Regions from separate parts of the Oryctolagus cuniculus genome. Here region 2 is linked to region 1. Evidence: chromatin contacts called from public Hi-C data. All regions are on one chromosome and are shown on one strand. Each heading gives the region's core, a stretch centred on a gene start, on an enhancer-like site or on the middle of the called end of the contact. The rest is flanking DNA. Distances are from core to core; before and after follow the strand shown.

The links. Hi-C and Micro-C count contacts between places; a contact is called where the count stands out from the background.
Region 2: a Hi-C map of embryonic fibroblasts shows a contact between it and region 1, with 4 times the contacts expected there. The contact joins two enhancer-like sites. A contact is called at or near these places in 4 of 6 Hi-C or Micro-C datasets (ear pinna, embryonic fibroblasts, skin fibroblasts and 1 more).

What each region holds. Positions count from the first base shown.
Region 1 is chr14:65,662,912-65,665,424 of mOryCun1.1, reverse strand. All of the region lies in intron 2 of LOC103349612 (a long non-coding RNA gene), which reads left to right. Among named protein-coding and RNA genes, the nearest start is that of PTGER4, 260 kb to the left of the region's middle. Within about 2 kb of position 1,259, at least 4 of the 8 cell types and tissues checked have an H3K27ac peak or open chromatin away from gene starts, as enhancers often do. A contact at or near this core is called in ear pinna, where this site is marked.
Region 2 is chr14:65,924,061-65,926,573 of mOryCun1.1, reverse strand. All of the region lies in intron 2 of PTGER4 (prostaglandin E receptor 4), which reads right to left. Among named protein-coding and RNA genes, the nearest start is that of PTGER4, 4.7 kb to the right of the region's middle. Within about 2 kb of position 1,258, at least 1 of the 8 cell types and tissues checked has an H3K27ac peak or open chromatin away from gene starts, as enhancers often do. A contact at or near this core is called in ear pinna, where this site is marked.

The DNA of each region.
Region 1 (2,513 bases), core at 10-2,509:
ACCGTGACACTGCCCAGTAGAAATATGGAGCTAACTACATGCGTAATTTAAGTGATTTTAGCAGCTGTATTAAAAACAAGGTAAAACTTATCTTAATATAGTTAACTTAACATATCCAAAATAATATTTCAATGCATAGTCAATATAAAAATCATTTTTATTATTTTATATTAGTTCCTCAATTTCTTGGAATCCAGTATATCTTTACACTTTTAGTATATTTCAATTCAGGAGCTACCTTTTGAGCACCTAGCGACTGCTATAGTAGATAGAAAAAGGTTAGTAGGCATCAGAATCACCTTGGGTAAAAGTTTGTTAAAATATAGATTGATGGCGCTCCCTTTGGCCCTCTAGTTTCCCAACTTCTGATCCAGGGCGTCTGGGGTAAAGCCTATGAATTTACATTTCTACCAAGTTTTCAGGGACAGGATAACTACTGGTCTGGTGACAACACTGAGAGCTACTGATGAAGAGAAACCTTGTGCCTTGTCATTAAAGCTGTGGTTTGTGTAACAGCAGCAGCAGCACCTTGGGTCCTGGAAGACATGCAGTATCCCAGGCCCTATTGCAGAAATCCGAATTCTGCATTTCCTGCCTGGACTCTGCATTTTTACAAGAACTCTGAGTGATCTGCACGTACATCCAAGTTAGAATCTAAGACTTCCTAAAGAAGACCTTCCATCAGTCTCTGTGACAGTGGTCTGTTTGTTTTCTTCTTAGGACTTTCCTCAGTTCTTTTTCTCTGTTTCTCCCATGACACTTAAGAATGTAGGATCTTGTGTTTTTGTTTGCTTTTTTCTTTTCTGTTAACTTTTCTCTACAGAGGGCCCCGGGCAATGCTTTCACTTACAGGCACTTAAATATCTAAGGAATTAATGCTACTACAACAGGAGAGAAGATTGAGGACAATAATTACACAGATGCTTCACCTCCAGAGGTTTAAATAAAAATGTGTTTGGAGATGAGTTGACTGTGAGGAGTCAGGAGCTGACTGTGTGACGCCTGCTGGCTGGGAAGGGTGATGGGTGCTTTCTGTGAACTTCTCCTGTTCAGGCGGTGTGGGTGACTCATTTTGAAAGAATTGCCTCGCAGGGAGCTTATTCGCGACCTGTGTGTCAGATTCCTCTTCTTGGCAAGGTGGAGCCCCATACTGTTTCCTTTAGAGGAGTGGAAATGCTCTGCTTGTTTGTGATGTCATCAGCACCCAGGAGGTGCTCTTGGGCTGGCCCTGCTTCGAGCTCCCAGTGCTGGTGAAGTGCTGGTGACCTCCTGTCTTCTTCGCACTTCTGTAGCCACTTGGCACTCGAAAGTCATCCTGTTCAGACTGACTCAGACGCAAATAACAAAAGACCATTACAGGGTGGGAACTTGGTTTCCGAAGGGAATTACTGATGTTACAAATCTTGGCTGAAACAGCTTTTTTTTCACATGTAAAAATAGTCTTTGGGCTCTTGGATCAGTTTCATTTTTTTCTTAAGCTTTTAATGATGGAAAAATAGTTTTTCCATATTTCTTTTGGGAAAAGACAGTACTTTTTTTTAATCCCTTCTGTTGAGATTTAGTTTTAACTAAGTGTGAATTGACCAAAGGATTTGTGAATTCTGTAAATCTTCACGTGCACAAACAACTTGAATGTAGACAGAAAGAAGTAATTCAGGGGACAACAAATGTAAAAAAAATAATAAAAAGCAGAAACGAACAACATTTCACAATATTCTTTGCAACCGCCTTCTTTGCCCTTTCTCTTACTAATTTCCCTTCCCCTCATGACAGCCTTTTGAAAAAAAATTGAGATTATGTAAAAGTGAAATGTTTATTCTGTGTTTTATAGGCAGATTTAAATAGGAAACTATGTTTTTGATCAAATCAGTGACCTCGATTATTGTAGAACCATGATTGTGAAGGGGTAGAAGCAGGAGGAGGACACGTGTGACACAGGTGGCTGAGATAGCATCCCACTTTTGTTAATCTCACTGTCCTACAGGTGTGCTACAAAAGTTTGTAGCCGAAGAGTATAATTTTAAGATAATGTAATTCTGTATTTTCATTTTCAAGCTATTTCTCTCTTAGGCCTGAAAGACAATCAATGAAGGAAGATTGGTATCACAAAACCACAGGCACATAGTAAGTAAATGCTTCATAGGTGGGACTTCCCTGTAATTATGATGAAAATTACTACTTAATCCATGAAAAATATGTCAGGAAATGAGATGTGCACAGATTTGGAAATAGGCCATTGCTCCAGATGTTGTCATAGTTTAGTAGACTACTTGTGTTTATGAGGCTTCTAAAGAAACTTGCTGGATGCATCTCTTGAAATTATAAGATGAGGAATTTTGCTCCAATGTGTTTTGCTATGGCAACCATAGTTTAGTAATTCAAGTGAGGAAACACCTTGCTCTGATATTGGGTAACTCACTCCCTGGCTAGCCTACATCTATCTCTACTTTCCTGGTACCTAATCAGTGGCCAGTGATGGGGTAGCTTCAATAGTGGGGTGTTGTGTGAAGTAA
Region 2 (2,513 bases), core at 9-2,508, 260 kb before region 1:
TCCAAAATGGTCACGCTGTTACTAGAAGTTCTGCCACTTTTTCTTTTTAAGTGTAAAGTGAAAAGAGTTCTTGACTGTCTGGTGGCATCAGAGAGCTCAGTTCGTGTCCTTCTAGGTTACTAACTGGCCACTTTCTGTAGCAAGTTAGTTACCCTCTCCTGATCAATCTCTACTTTAAGGATGTATTTCTTAAGCTTTTCTTAAAAAAAAACAAAAACTCTCACTTTCAACATTCTAACAGGAGAATGCAAGAATCACTTTAGCTCCGGGGGAAAAAAAAATCTTGTTAGGAGATGTTTAATAAAGCCAGAGTTTAACAGGTCAGCAAAGCATGTTGAGAAGCTCATTAGACAAGAACTCACCCATAGCCGCCCCCCAAGTTGCAGAATGATATAAATTCCTCATCTGAGGCGGGGGCGGGGAGGCTGAGGTATAAAGAGGGTGAATGTTCTGGGCTGTCCCACTTTCTTCCTAGAGCTTTTACAAGATTCAAATGAGACAGCTGCTGGATGTGGAAATACCTTACTTTCACGTGTTACTGTGCAGACTTGAAGGTATTGCCACTAGGCCTGCAATTTCCTGTTATTCCTAAAAGTTTGCTTCTAGGAATTGCTGGTTTTTTTTTTTTTTTTCAACTTAGCCAAATTTACTTGAAGGCAAACAAATTCTTTAGGTTCTGCTATAATTGTCTCAAGTTCATGGCATTAGTCTTGTACCTGTAGATGTCGTTTTGACTCATCTGAAATCCCACTTCCAGTTGTTTTATAACCCTACCTCCAGTTTTCCTACGGTAAACAAAAGTATATCTATTTACATGGTTTTCTCCTGTTTTTATAAACTTGTGCTCATCAGATGCTGGGGAAGTCTCTAGAGACAACTTGTTTATAATAAGCAACCAAATAAACACTCACAGGAAGCTCTTTTCCTAAGGACCCGAGTTTTACCTGATCAAGGCAGAAGGTTAATCAAACTAGTCATATTACACCTAACAGATATGAATATTTTTTACCCAAGAATAAGAAGAAAGAAAACCAAGGAAATAAGCATTAAATATGGCTTTGATTCGCTTGGTTGTACATGAGGGAAAATACCTTTAAGTCCTACAGTACAGCTGTGTAGCCCTGAGGCAAAGGATTTGATTATAATTTTTCATCTTAATGTTAGTACTGAAACTACAAAATTAGGCAACAGAAGTTGATCTAGCTAAGCACTGAACACTGGGACCTTGAGAGGTTACTTTGCTTGCATATTTCTAAGGAATGCAATTCCCCTCACTTTTTAAATCTTAAGCAGAGACTTTAATTTCTTCAGTTTCTCCTATATTAAAAAAAACAACAACAACAACTGAGGCAGATTGTAGATAGACGGATGAGCAAGGGGACAAGAACCACCTTCCTGCTAACTGTCCTGTGATACTCCCTGTGGGCTGTACTTCCACCTTCTCTTTTCACTGATTAGGAGCCACATTGGAGGTTCAGCTCACTTCCCTATGTTTATGACTCATTTACCCACCTTTTTCAAGTGTTCATTCCAATCCTAGCTCTATGTAAGAGACACACATATATCTCAGGAAACAAATCGAAATTGGCTTTTCATACTAAACTATCAGCCACACTCTTAGGAGCCACAGTAGCTTCCCTCCCTAGTGTCCAAAAGACAACAGCTTGGCTGCTTTTCAGTGACTGCTTGCATTCTCTATGTACTGTGTCAAGCTTTCTGAAACTGCAAGTGAACTGTATTTGCTTTGCTAGCCTTTCAAAAGCATTTAAATGATTCACAGGGTTTAGTAACTGATTTTATTTGATAAAGTTAAAAATAGGTGTTTCCTTAGTTTCCTTGGAACAGAAGACTGGCCTCACTGCTTTAATGCCAGAGACTTCAGAAGCTATAATCTTAAAATTACAATGTCAATATAAGGAATGTGACGAAAGAGACTTGCAAAAGCAAGCCAAAGAAGACTGTAATTGTGGATAAGTTTCCCTTTTGAATCTTTCAACAATTCTAAATGACTGACTCCAGTTCTTATCACCAATTTACAATTGCATGGATTTTGGAATTAAATTTCAGTATCCAAAACTAAGAGCTAAATTAGCAATATTACTTACACAATTTCTCACAAAGGCATATGAGTTCTTGACTAATAATGATTGACTTCTTAGTTGAGCCAGTTTCAGTTTTCAAGTTAAGCTTGCTTAATATCTGCTACACATTACTGACATTACACAGAACAGACAGTATTTTTTTATAAGTTAAATTGTGGTTGATTTGTAAACCACAAATATAGCTCTTAAAATTTCCTGCTTCTCAAGATCCTCCAATAATTTCAAAGGCTTTGTCATAAATGACCCTGAATTTTAGGGCCAGGTCAATCACTTTGGCTCAAGAGATGAATTAAGGTTTGGATGCCTCTGTAGATGCTGGAGAAAAACATTTCACCTGTGGCTGCAGGGATTGATGTCTGCCTCCAGTACAAACACTGAGGAAGTACATGCACTTGCTGCCCTTCCTGCTGT